3 separate regions of the Mus musculus genome follow, and all the other regions are linked to region 1. Evidence: chromatin contacts called from public HiChIP or PLAC-seq and promoter capture Hi-C data. All regions are on one chromosome and are shown on one strand. Each heading gives the region's core, a stretch centred on a gene start, on an enhancer-like site or on the middle of the called end of the contact. The rest is flanking DNA. Distances are from core to core; before and after follow the strand shown. Region 1 holds the start of Pkdcc (protein kinase domain containing, cytoplasmic). Region 2 overlaps Mta3 (metastasis associated 3). Region 3 overlaps Gm35125 (a long non-coding RNA gene).

Region 1 (4,458 bases), core at 760-3,259:
AGTACAAGTAGTATTGTGGCCTCTTTATTCTGTGGTCCACAGATCCCTCGAGGCCTGGGGCCCCCTTCTCAGTGCTGAGGGAAGAAAAGATGGACTGCTGTGCCTCTGGCCAGCTCTTTGGGTATAGAAAAGTGACTCTGAGGGTGGGTGGGTGGTATGGACAGCTGGGGGGGGGGTTGCACACACTTATGTTACCCAGCCAAGAGCAGTCAGGGGTCCCCTTTCAGTCACCTCACACATATGCATAGAGAGTAAGTAGTCTTATCCAAGGCAGAGAACTCAGAGAGGGGAAGTGGGTTTATGTTTGGATGGCGGTGGCATTGTGAAGGTCTGTTCTAAATGCAACCTTGGATGGACGAGATGTGGGGGTGCATCCTTCTTGCCTGTGCCCCCAATGAACAAGGACAGAGTTTCTCGCTAGGAAAGTATGCATCTAGCTTTTTGAACCGTCTAGCCTCTTGGCTAAGCACACTTGCAAGAGTGTGGTATTCATACTAGCAGACCTGGAGTCTTCTGGCCTACAATCCTGAGGCTTCCCCTGTGGTTCAGCTGGACCCACTTGAAGTCCCAGGGAAGCCTGTGGTCACTTCTGGGAAAGGCTGTGTATTTTCTGGCCTCTTTTATCCCTTTCAATGGCCTGTGAGCCCAGTGAGAAATGAGGGTCTCCCTGAAGATCAAGTCAGATCCATGGTCTCCTTTTGGGCCCCTCCCATACCCACTGAGGCTTAACATCACCTCCAAAGCCAGACGTGTCGCTGGACTTTGAAAAAAGTATGGTTCAGGCTCTACCAATATGGGGGATCCTATTTCTGCATCTGGGAGCTGACTGAAGCTGGATGTTGGAGTTGGACCTGAGGTCACTATGACTGGAGATAATACTCCACCAGCTTTAGCCAGCAGCAGGGTCCTCTGTGGTCACAACTCCTAATCACTGCCTTATCACCAGCTTGGGACCCTTCTGGTCCTTGCCTCTGTCTTTACGGGATGCGTTTAAGCTGGTACAGGGTTCTACCCAAAGGGTGAGAGACCCCGGCAGGGTGGTGCTGAGTGTGGTTCCCTAATCTGGGTTCTGCACCTAGCTGCAACTGGGCAGTCTTGGACGCCCTGAGACTTATTTACTCCGTAAGACCAAGGAGTCTTTCAGAGTGGCCAGCCAGCCCCCTCATCCCGGAACCCCACTGTCGTACCTGCAGCACGTTGGGGTGCCGCAGCCGCTCCAGCAGCACCATCTCTTTGAGCAGCTTGTGGGCCGCCAGGCGATAGCAGCCCCTTCGCGCCCCGAACTCGCGCACGCAGCTGCCCAGATCGTGGCCGCTGAAGTCCACTGCTTTAAGCGCCACCGCGGCGCCGCCGGGCAGGCGGACCCGGTACACAGCCTTAGTGTAGCCTGAGCCCACGTACTGCGCGCCAGACACGTTGCGGAGCGCGGCGCAGCCTAGGCGCGGGCCCGGGCCGGGGGAGCCCGGGCCGGGAGCAGGGGGCCAGCCCGGAGCGCCGTCGGGCGGGGACCGGACCCGCGGGGGCCGGGGACGCTGCAGGCCCGGCCCGCCCGGAGCCAGGTCCATCAGGCGCCGCCGCTCTGGCCGGCCCGCTCCCGGCCCCGGCCCCCCGCGGGAATAGCGCTGCACCTCCTCGTAGCGCTCCCGGATCTGCCGGGCCAGCTCCCCACGGCCCCCGCGACGGCCCGGGCCCGGGGCTGCCGAGGACCCCGGGGACTGGCCTGGCCGCGGAGGCTCCGAGCCCGGTGCGAAGAGCACGTTGAGGACGGAGCCCAGCAGGAAGGAGGCGCAGAAACCAGCGGCCACGGCCGCCCGCCGGCGCCGCATCGCTCCCCTCCCCCCGGCCGGCCGCGCGCCGCTCCCCGGCCCCGGCCCCGGCCCCGGCCCCGGGCGGCTCAGGCTCCGAGGCGACTCGGCTTCGCGCCGCGCCGGCCCCCTGCCCAGCCCGCGCGCATGGCCCGGGCAGCCCCGACCCCGGCCCCCGGCGGGCGGCACATCGGCCTGACACTTGCCTCCCTCCCGCCCTGCCCCCGCCGCTTATAAGGCCCGGAGCCACCCCCGCGCCCGCCCCTCCGCCAGCGCCTCCCCGCGCCCGGCCGAGCCAGTCCTCGGCGCCGCCCCCTCTGGCCGCCCGGGCCGGCCTTCCCCGCTGACTGACAGCGGGACCTCCTCCCGCGGCCAGCCGGGCCTGGGAAGCGGCGCGGAGGCGGCTCCGGCCCTGCCCGGCGCGCGGCCCCCCGAGCTCGGGTTGGGGAGCGGGGGAGGGGGAGGGGGCGGCCGCGCGCAGGGCTTCCAAGCCCGAGGCCAGGCTGGATAACGGGACCCGGAGGCCGAAAGCGGAGCTGGCCGACCTGGTGCGGGGAGTTGGAGGGGCGAGGCCGGCGGGTAACGGGCTCCAAGGGGCAAGCCGCCAAGGCCCGGGTGCGGGGATCTCAGGGGTACACGCTGCCTCCTGGGGGAGGTGGGGAGTCGGGGCTGCAGTGCAGTGCGCAGGGGTTCCTCCTTCTGCGGGTGAGGCTGCTCTGGGACAGCCCGGGTTCAGGGTGTGATGAAGGGCGGCGCACTGGGGAGGCTGCCCCGCACCTGCGAGAGCGCGAGGGGTGGGGACTGTGGTCTCAGAGTTAATCAGGAGGTTTCGGAAGAATTCTTTTTTTTTTTCAACTGTCTTCTACCAGGACTTTCTGATTTTCCTGGTTCCCGAATCCCCACATCTCGACAACACAGCTCCATCCCCATCCCCGAGAACCTCGATCTTTGACCCGCCAGTAGGGGGTCGGAACCGTATACAGCGAGTGCATTAGTGTCCACGCACATCTGTCTGTGGAATGTGTGCATCCGCATGTCCCGAGGGGCTACTGTGTCTCTAGGATGGGAGTGAGTGTGTGCCCTGTGTGTTAGTGCTGACTCCATCAGAACTTCTGGTCCCTCCTCCTCCCTCCCTGATTGCATCATTAGTGCTAATTGAGGGGCTTTCACACGCCAGTGCATTAGCTGTTTGGAGTGAGCTCCCCCCTCCTGCGAGATAAGCTGCCGCCCCTCCCCCTCGTGGCTCTCCACTTCCCTAGGGCACTGAAACTGTCCACCGAGGTCGTCTCACTTCCTCAGGCTCCCTCCTGCTTTGCTCTGGGCAGGAAAAAGTTATCTCTCTTCCTGCAGTGCCGTGGATTCGGCTGGAGCGACGGCATATGGGGTAAAATTTAGGGGCTGGAGAAAGAATCCAGAGCCGCCTTTCTGAGGGGCTTTCTAGGAAGGAGGGGTTTTCCCTCAAGAGGTCTCCTGTTCCTATCCAACGCAGGGAGGAACTCTGTGACAGGGAATAAAACTTGCGGCTAGCTCTTTTGGAAGTTCAGCCTGTGATCGCACTGAGGTAGGCCTTCTGGCTCTGACTGACTTCTTGGTCCCCTAAAACTCAGAAAGTGGGGACCATGCTGAGTTATTCGTCATGGGAAAGGCAGGTTGAAGGAGGCCATGATTCCCCCTGAGAGATTTGGGTGGGTTTGATGGAGTGTGCGCTATAGGTCTGTTCCTGTTTAAGCTGCCCCGCCCAGCTCTGGCCCATAGCTGCTGGGAGGTTGGGGAGGGGGCTGTCTGAGCAGATGCCCTCCCCAGCCCTCACACCAGATGTCTTTGGTCTAATTAACTGTGCTGGGAAAACCAACCTGGGTTTGTAAACATAGCTACTGGCTAAAGTCAACAGGGAACAGGAGCAAACAGTCCCCTTCACTGAGCCTCATCTAGACCCAGCACCCCAGGGAAGGGAGCTGGGGGGGGGGATCAGAAATGCCCTGGCCCACAGATGAGTCAAAGAAAGACTGTCTGCCTGGGTGACCCCAACGTGACTACTATTCCCTTGCTAGTTCTACAGTGTCTACTCAAGAAGTGTGAGGACCAGCTAGCTACCATGCCCAGGAGAGGTTTGACTTCTGGCGGTTTCACCTCTGATGGCTGCACAACCAAACACTGTGTATGTGTGTGGCATATTTCTTGAAAAGCTTTCTTCAGATCCTCTGCATGTTCATGTCTCGGAGAAGCGTCCGTGGGGAAGGATTTGGCATCGTGAGTGTACAGCTCAGAGTTGGTGAATAGAATGTGAACATTGTTAACTTCATTACACATCATGTAGGTATTATAATAACATGTTCTGAAATTAGATAATTATTCCTGTGATATCTCTGCCAAGCTTTGGTGTTTCTGTTATGGTTTGAAAGTTCAGTGCACAACAGGGCCAGAGAAATAGGCACCAGTGTTCGCCTGGTGCCTACCCAGAACCCCGAAAGCAGGGTCCTCATGTAGAGAAACAGCGACCCTTCAGTTGTATTGACTCACATTTACTGTTTCCCTCAGCCCCCAGGGAGACACATAGACATCAAGACATGCATGCTCAGCCACAGAAATAGGATTTTTGCTCCTAAAAGGAAGAGATCAAAGCTTTGAACCAATTAGAGTTTCTGAATTGACA
Region 2 (4,313 bases), core at 630-3,129, 600 kb before region 1:
TTTGACTACTCAGAAGTACTTGAAGCCCGTGGACTTGGAGACTCTGCCCTCTGATCAACCGGCGCCACAAAAGCAATCTCTTTTACAGTTTCTAGTTGCAGGCTTCTGAGTTCATGTCCTCCCCTTCCGAAAATCAGAGAATTCACCATCCGAATCTTGGAGGCTGGAAAGCAGATGGTGAGTGAGACTATGTGTGTAAGAAAACTAGACGTGGGCCAGTGAGCTGGCTCAGGAGGTAAAGGGCGCTTGCGTGCAAGCCTGGAGACCCGAGTTCGATCCCTAGAACCCAGCCAGTGGAAGGAGTTGTGTGGTCGGACATGTATGCATGAGTTTGTAAACACACCCGCACACATTTGTGCACATGTGCACACACTCACGTATGTATACACTCACCCACTCACCCACTGATGCACTGATACACACGTCTGAGAGCTAGACTTGAGGCTGGCAGGGAGGCTGAGAGCCCAGTTTGTTCAAAGACGCCTCCAAGGGCTCAGAAAATGATACCAGGAATCGGAGAGGGAAGACTGAAGCAAAGGAGATGAGTTGAAGGGTGTCTGTCTGAAGAAGCAGGCCCGGAGCTCTCCCCAGCCCAGGTCCAAGGGCAACTGTCTACTTCCCACCAGGTATCAAGCACAGCTGAGAGATCAAGTGGATTCGTGTTCTGAGTGGTGACCCTCCAGCCGTCCATCTTCCTCGTGAGCTTCCAGAATGCGGGCAGCTAAGCACATGCCTTCTGAGGAAGTCACAGGAGGAAGATTCTCTGGGGATCCTGAGGAGAGACCGCATCATTAAGATTCTGGCCTCTGGGGTTGCCCAGTGACTTCCCAGACTCACCATGCCAATGCGTTGCTGTTGTTTCCTGCAGTATTGCAAACTGAACCCAGGGCCTTTTACCCAGACTAGGCAAGCCCTCTACCAGGCCTCAGTGTCCTTAAATAAAGGTCACAAGGGGAAAAATCTCTAACACAAATGCTAGAGATCAAACATAAAAATCAAAATGTTATCAGTGTCCTCTGAGAAGTAAGAGTTTACATAAAGCATAAAACAGCAAGATTTTCTTTTCTTTAAGAACTTTCTTTCTTTTTTTTTTTAAACCAGGAAAACCAAGGTGGAGAGGCATGGAAGGACGGAGTTCTGCTTCCTGCTATGGTACGTTAATTTATATTAGACTAACTCTCCAGCCAGTCAACTCTGGGCAAAGTAGTAAAACAAACAACTATTTAGGGGTACTAGAGAGACTGTTGCCCGAAGACAAAGTGGGAGGGACTAAGTGAGGGGTATTTAGTCATTGCCTTTCCTGAGAGCAATGGAAGACCAGAGCCTACTCAGGCAGAAAGCTGTGGTCTAACTGGAATGAGCCATTGGAGGTGGAGCCTAAGGCTGTCAGGCTGTCTGTAGAGTTGGAAACCGAGAAGACTCGGGGTGTCCTCAGATGATCTTACCCTGCCCCTAGATCATAGATAGGCACGTTTCTGACCGGTAAGGACAGAGGAAGCTCCAAGAGCCTGGAAACACCAGGTGGGTTCAGTGACCTGAGAGGGGTGTAGTAGCCACCTGTGCTGGGAAGGCATAACTTGGAGTTTAATTTCTACCAGTTTACAGGGGCTGGGTCAACATGATTTTTCCACTGAAAACCCATGAAGCTAAGCAAATCCGAAGACCTCACATCTTTAACCCAGTGGTTGTCAACCTGCCTAATGCTACAACCCCATAATACAACTTCTCGTGTTGTGGTGACCCCCCAGCCATAAAATTATTTTCACTGCTACTTCTCAACTGTAATCTTATTACTGTTATGAATCATAACGCAAACATCTGTGCTTTCTGATGGCCCTTCACAGGGACCGTGACCCAGTTTGGGAACTGTTGCTTTAAACTAAGCTTCCTCCACAGGACCACAGCGATCAGGGCTGGAGAGACGGCTCTGTGGTTAAAGTGCTTACAACTCATGCACGGAGACCAGAGTTTGGATCTCCAGAACTCAACACAAAATGCTAGGCAGGCATGGTAGCCTGCCTGTAACCCCAGCCCTGGAAGGGGGAGATGAGGACTCCCACGGCAAGCTGGTTAGCAAGATGAGCCACACTGGGCTCAGTGAGGTGGCAGAGCGGTCGTGATACTCAACACCAACCTCTGCCTCCATAGTACATGCGCCGGAAACTCACCACACATGCAAACATGCACATAGACATGAGCCAACATGCTCACAGACCCATGCAAACATGCACGCAGACATGTGCCAACATGCAAACATGCACACAGAGGCATGCCCCCCCCCTGCCACACAGAAATGGAAAAAGGAAGAAATAAAGATCAAAGTGATCTTCCAGTTTAACCACTTGCTAGAGCAAAACTCAGGACACGGCAGAGGAAATGGAAGTCAGAGTCTCTGTAGCCTGCCATTCACAGTGACTTGTATTTTCAAGTTTCAGAGAGAAGAGACAGGAAGATGGAACCAGTAATCAAAAAGAAAAATGTCAGCAGGAAATAAATGTGAGATTAAAGCTGTAAGAAGGAGCGCACATGGAATCAAACTGTCTGATGTAAGTATGTTAAAGAAGCTATAGAAAAGGAGCTGTAATGGATGACAGTGTGGTATGTTTTCATCTTTTTCCAGAGGCAGGGTCTCACTACATAACTCAAACAGGCCTTGAGCTTGACATGTGCACAAAACTGCCCTGGACTCACAATCCTCCTGCCTCTGACCCTGAGTGATGGGATTACAAGTATGGCTGCCCTATATTGTATTTTAGAAATATAAAAGGATGTGCCCTTGATTCCAGCACTCAAGAGGCAAAGGCAACCACATCTCTGTGAACTCAGGAATCTCTCCACCTCTCCAGCCCAGGCCAGGCCAGCCAGGGCTACACAGTGAGACCCTGTCTAAAAAAGAAAATAAAGAAATAAATAAAGCACCGGGCATTGGTGGTACACGCCTTTAATCCCAGCACTTGGGAGGCAGAGACAGGCAGATTTCTGAGTTTGAGGCCAGTCTGGTCTACAGAGTGAGTTCCAGGACAGCCAGGGCTACACAGAGAAACCCTGTCTCAAAAAACCAAAAAAAAGAAATAAAGCAATATAAAAGGACTGGATGGCCAAGCATGGCACACACCTTTGATCCCAGCACTCAGGAGGCAGAGACAGGTGGTCTTCTGTGAGTTCCAGACCAGCAAGACTACAGAGACCCTGCCTTAAAAATTAATTAATTAATTGTCTATTATGAAAATGGAGCAGAATATCACTTTATGGGATTTTTAAATCTGTGATGGAGCAATGCACACTGACTTTAAGGATTCTGTTTGATTCATTTCACCTTGAATTTCCTAAGAAAAGACTCATTTAAAAGCACAGGCCTGTGATCCCAGCATTCAGAAAGCTGAGCAGGAGGATGGACTCAGGGCCCGACCTGGGCCACATAGTGAGACTGTCTGGAAAAGAAAAAGAACACACAAGAGGAAGAGGAAAAGAGTGCTTACCTAGCATGCAGAAGGACTTGGGTTCAGAGAACTGAAAGGAACAACAAACTCAGGCCGGGGCTGGACCAGTTCAGTGGTCTAGCACGCATGAGGTCCCGGGTTTGATTTCTAATGGTGCAAAAACAAAATAAACACCTACAGACAATTTTCATTACATTTTATTATTTTTAAATATTTTTTATATTTTTATAAAATTTCATTACATTTTATTAATCTGTGTGTGTGTGTGTGTGTGTGTGTGTGTGTGTGTGTGTGTGTGTGTAGGCATGTGCGTACCACAGTGCACGTGTGGAGGTCAGAGGGCACTTGAAGGAGTCGGTTCTCTCCTTTCACCATGAGGGTCCCAGGGATCAAACTCAGGTCACCGGCTTGGTGGCAGCGCCTTTACCTGCTTAGCCATCGTTCTGGCCCTAAAAACAATTTTTAGAAGAGAGATGAAAAAAGAAAGAAAAGTGGTGTGGTCATACTGATATTAGAAAACACAAACTACTAGATAACAAGTATTAACACTGATAACGAGGGTCACTTCACAATGGTTAAAAAAAAAGACATAAAAATCATATATGCACTTACAAACACATGCAGCAACCGAATTGAAAAATACATGGAATACAAAGGGACACACTAATGGAAAGACAAGACAAATCTGATTGGAAAGTTAAGTGCAGACAGTTTTCCAGAAAGAGGAGGACCTTGGACATGCACCTGTCAAGGGTTGTAGGATTGTGTTAACTGAGGTAAGAAGCCCCACCCACTGTGGGCGGCACCATCCCCTGGCCAAGGTCCTGGACGCTATAATTGGAGAAAGTGGGCTGAGCAGTCACTTTGATCTCC
Region 3 (4,494 bases), core at 279-2,778, 650 kb before region 1:
GTGTATACATGGGGACCACTCCTGTGGCCCACAAAGACAGCCTGTGGTCAGCTGTGGAGACACGGGGAGAAAATCCAGTCTGTACTTTCATCTAATTGGGTCCTCAGGACTTGGGAACTCTCCTGCTCTGATCTGGTTCTCCTAACCCAAGCCTATGCTTGGCTAACAGAGTGTGTGGGAGCAGCTCTCTGCTTTCCCTGGTGCTGTGTTTGGGAATGCTGGGAAAAAATGGTCTGAGTCCATGTTAAAGATACAGAGGGGCCCCAGGTAGCCCTGCAGGCTGAGGATGGAATCCCAATCAATGGCCTAAGCCCCACTGTAAGGAAAAACTTCTGGGGCGGGGACGCAGTGCCACCGTGTGGCCGCCACGCGCGGCTTTTCCAAAGGCCCAAAGAAACACCTATCCAACTAAAGCCTGGTGTTCCAGTCAGCATCCAGGCAGACATGATACTGGAGAAAAAGCTGAGTGTTCTACATCTTGATCCAAAGGCAGCCGTCAGGAAACTGTCTTCGCGGGCAGTCAGGAGGAGGGTCTCTTCTGCCCTGGGTGGAGCTTAAGCATAGGACCTCAAAATGACAAACTTCCCCCAACTAGCTCACACCTACTCCAACAAGGCCACACCTCCTAATAGTGCCCCTTCCCATGGGCCAAGTATATTCAGACCACCACACTCAAAACTCAATATGTATGTATGTATGTATGTATGTATGTATGTATAGGGGTGTGTGTGTGTGTGTGTGTGTGTGTGAGAGAGAGAGAGAGAGAGAGAGAGAGAGAGAGCGAGAGAGAGAGAGAGAGAGAGAGAGAGAGAGAGAGAGAGAGAGAGAGAGGCATGCATGTGCCTCGGTGTTCCTATGGAGCTCAGATGACTTTTGGGAGCCCGGGTTTTCTCCTTCTGCCTTGAATTCAGGGTCAGACTCAGGTTGCCAGACTTGAGTACCAAGCATTCTTTACCTTACTGAACCATTTCACACTCTTGATTTCATTGCTCACAAAACCCTAAGAATCCCTACTATCACCACTGTAAAATTAGTCGGACTACATATATTCTAATCCGTTAAGGGTTTCTTCTTCCTCCTCCTCCTCTTCCCCTTCCTCTTCTTCCTCTTCCTCTTCTTCCTCTTCTTCTTCCTCCTTCTCCTCCTCCTCTTCTTCTTCTTCCTCCTCCTCCCCTTTCGACTTCCCTTCCCCCCCCCTCCTCTTCTTCTTTGCTTTGATTGCCCTTTGCTTCTTTTCTTTGATAAAGATATTTTACTTTGGATTTCTAGGTTACATCTAGTTTTGCTCCCTATCTGACCAGAAAGTACTTCGAGAAGCCACTGTCCATGCCAACTGTAAGCAGAAGGGGCAGATGCATATCTCAGAAGAATATTTGTGGTGGAGCAAATATTCCTCAGAATTGAAACATCCCTTCCGGGAGGGATGTAAGACCCAAGAAATGAACAAAACTGAGCTGTCTCGGGAAGCCTCTGGGACGCATAAGCCTCCCAAGGCCCTGTCCATAGCCCAAGGAGTACGACTGCTCAAGCGTAGTCACAATTGCTGAGGGGAGGGGCCGGACTCACTGACTTCCTGCCCTTTCCCAGAGAGCCCCAGGGCAATAGCCCATTGTCAGTCAGGCTGAGGTGGGTGTGGGACGTAAAACCACTCCAGAAAGTTTGGGAAGATAAAGCAAGTCTAGAGTCTGAGATTCAGGTGACTCCAGCTCCCTGCTAGACTCCTGACTTGAAACATGTGCCATGCTTCTCACATAAAAGAAACATGTCCTACGGTCATGTAGGCCCCAAACAGACTTCTCCATTCTAATGAGGTACCTAGAGGCCCAGAGGGCTCAGCCAATGAGCTTTCCCTTCCCAGACATCCCTTCTGGCAAAAGGCATTTAATCTCGGGCCCACCCTGAGAAGTGGGTACGGTTTACACACTCATTTTCCACCATGACAATAAACTGTTTAGAACCATGGACTGACTCTTTTCATCAAGATCTGCCTGTTGTGGGGTGCCATGAAGAAGGCCTTCGCCTACAGAGCCACAGCCTAGTCTCCTGGAGAAGGCCTCTCTGGGCTCCCAGCCACAACTGCCACCAAGCTTGCTGCCAGGCTAAGGACAATCATCCCCATGGGACAAGTTGGAGCTCCCCTCCCTCACCCACCCTCCACTACGGGCTGGACACCTCTCTTCTGCAACTCCCAGGGCGCCTGGATGTCTAAGAGCCTGAGAACCCCTCTACCTCTGCCTTGTCTCAGGCCCAGGGACCCCTGAACCAGCTCCAGCTTTCTCACATCTCAGACTGCGCTTTCCCACCCTGGAGCGATGCCTCCCTACAGCCCAGCACCTGCCCTGGCATGGGGTAAGCACAGTCAAACTCTCTGAGTTCTGCCCTGTGGCAGAGTGGACAAGGGCCTACGACCCTACTGTACAGTTAGTTTGCCTCTGAGCCATCCACAGTAGTGATGGTTTGTATATTCTTGGGCCAGGGAGCGGCCTTGTACGAATAGGTGTGACTTGGCTGGAATAGGTGTGTCACTGTGGGTGTGGGCTTAATAGCCTCACCCTAGTTGCCTGAAAGTCAGTCTTCCACTAGCAGCCTTTGGATGAAGACATAGAACTCTCAGCTTTGCCTGTGCCATACCTGCCTGGATACTGCCATGCTCCCACCTTGATGATAATGGACTGAACCTCTGAACCTGTAAGCCAGCCCCAATTAAATGTTGTTTTTTATAAGACTTGCCTTGGTCATGGTGTCTGTTCACAGCAGTAAAACCCTAACTAAGACAACAGTGCCACAAGGAACCCAGATACACCCACTGGTTTGCCAGTGGACTTTGGACTTTGATGGGATTGTTTGGTCTGTTAGTGCCCAGAGGGGTAGCAGACCAAATTTTATCTCCCCTGGGGAAAAAAAAATCACACAATGTTTTGGTCCTAAACGTTGTTAGAAAAATGGAATGGATTGCCTTAAAGATAAAGCAAGTGGGCTGGAAAAAAAATAAAGCAGGAGTTATGAGCATTGCCTGCTCTTCTAGAGGTCTAGAGTTCAATTCCCAGCAACCACATGATGGCTCACAACCATCTTTAATAAGCTCCAATGTCCTCTTCTATCATGCAGGCATACATGCAGATAGACCACCCATATATAGAAAATAAATAAAACATTCAAGAAAGTCTTTATGGAGCAGAGCTTGCAAATCAGAGTTGAGCTTTTACACCGGAGTCCTTCTACACAGTGGACAAAGGAATCTGTCAGGGGTTTGTGCTTGCTCGTAGTCCCCTTCTGTCACTGTGACAAATACCGGAGAAAAACTCAGCCCAAGGAAGGAAATGGCTCACAGTCGAAGGTTGTTGACTGGCTAGCTGGTTTGCACTGCCCTCTGTAGATGGCAAGATGGGAGTGTGTGGCAGAGGACGGTGCTCAGCTCATGGTGGCTGGGAAACGGGGAAAGGGTAAAGTCCAGAAGGACACACCACCAATAACACACTTCCTCAGCTGCCTCTCACCTTCCAACACCTCCGTCCCGTCCCCCCCCCCCCCCCCCCCATGGCTCAGGTAAGAACCAGCAACTGACTAAGAGATCTGAGTCCCCTCATCCAGTCACTCCCCCAAACCCATCAGTTGGCAGTCCTGGCTCTGAGGAGGTATTTCAAATCCACGACACAGCAGGGAGTAACGGACTGAGGGTCAGAAACTTACACTTGGCAAATCTGATGATTTCTCACTTCTCGTTTGAAAAAGGATTTTTCAGAAAATTTTGTTTTGGAAATGCTGGGTTTTTTGTTTGTCCTCTTAACTCTTTTTCAGGAATAAAGATGATCTGTACAGCACAATATCAGTTACTCATGAAAGAAACACAGTGGGGCTTTCGTGGCCCGTGGGATGGCTTAACTAGTAAAAGCATTTCCATGCAAACCCAAGGGCTTGAATTCCACGCCCGAGTGTCTCCTCAGAACCCACTTAAACGTGGAAAGAGGGACGCTAACTCTTCTCAGTTGCCATCTAGCCTCCCGGTGCGTCTGGTGCCATGCATCTCAATTGTTTTTTTCTTTTAAGGATGTATTTCTAATTGTGTGCGTGTGTGCCCTTGCTCTTGAGTGCTGGTACCTAAGGAGGTCGGCAGCAGGTCCCCTGGAGATGAGTTAGTTACAGCGATCAACCCCATGGGGCTGCTGAGAACTGAATTACTGGTTCGCAGACTAGAGCAGTGCCCACTTTAAAACATCGAGTCATTTCTCCACCCCATTTGTTTGTTTGCTTGTTTGAATAAGCAAACCTTTTACTTTCCACAGCGCTTACATTTATTTCCAGGCTCCGAATGGATTTCTTAAGAGGAACTAAGCCTCCCTCCTCCTGAGCTGGAGTTAGTGAGCGGAAGGTATGGGAGGGTGTGGCACTGGGCGTGAGGATTAGGTGAGCTGAGGGACTCCTGACGTCACTCTAGGATGGATCTTGAGCTAGCTGAGAAGATAAGAGGCTCTTCTGGTAGCCACCATTCCAGAG

Evidence for each region. Promoter capture Hi-C pulls out the DNA fragments that hold promoters and counts their contacts. HiChIP or PLAC-seq counts read pairs in DNA pulled down with a chosen protein or histone mark.
Region 2: a promoter capture Hi-C map of the C10 cell line shows a contact between it and region 1, with 4 times the contacts expected there. The contact joins the enhancer-like site here to the promoter of Pkdcc in region 1. A contact is called at or near these places in 3 of 39 promoter capture datasets (the C10 cell line and stem cell-derived epiblast-like cells) and 2 of 115 datasets of contacts at active chromatin or transcription factors (T-cell acute lymphoblastic leukemia and pancreatic cancer cells).
Region 3: a contact with region 1 is called in a FOXA1 HiChIP or PLAC-seq map of pancreatic cancer cells. The contact joins the enhancer-like site here to the promoter of Pkdcc in region 1. A contact is called at or near these places in 2 of 39 promoter capture datasets (the C10 cell line and hippocampal neurons), 7 of 115 datasets of contacts at active chromatin or transcription factors (T-cell acute lymphoblastic leukemia, embryonic forebrain, embryonic hindbrain and 4 more) and 1 of 9 other capture datasets (embryonic stem cells).

The regions. Positions count from the first base shown.
Region 1 is chr17:83,212,834-83,217,291 of GRCm38.p6, reverse strand. Pkdcc (protein kinase domain containing, cytoplasmic) reads right to left here and starts at 2,009. Exons shown (of 7, transcript NM_134117.2): 1 at 1,188-2,009. The coding sequence starts at 1,826. Gm34686 (a long non-coding RNA gene) reads left to right here and starts at 2,158. Exons shown (of 3, transcript XR_001782234.2): 1 at 2,158-4,458.
Region 2 is chr17:83,814,212-83,818,524 of GRCm38.p6, reverse strand. Mta3 (metastasis associated 3) reads right to left here. Exons shown (of 17, transcript NM_001379391.1): 17 at 3,620-3,889. The coding sequence ends at 3,864. Among named protein-coding and RNA genes, the nearest start is that of Gm41637, 10 kb to the left of the region's middle. Within about 2 kb of position 1,879, at least 35 of the 459 cell types and tissues checked have an H3K27ac peak or open chromatin away from gene starts, as enhancers often do.
Region 3 is chr17:83,862,630-83,867,123 of GRCm38.p6, reverse strand. Gm35125 (a long non-coding RNA gene) reads left to right here. Exons shown (of 3, transcript XR_877036.3): 3 at 1,270-2,586. Among named protein-coding and RNA genes, the nearest start is that of n-TIaat17, 2.9 kb to the right of the region's middle. Within about 2 kb of position 1,528, at least 14 of the 459 cell types and tissues checked have an H3K27ac peak or open chromatin away from gene starts, as enhancers often do. A contact at or near this core is called in embryonic stem cells and pancreatic cancer cells, where this site is marked.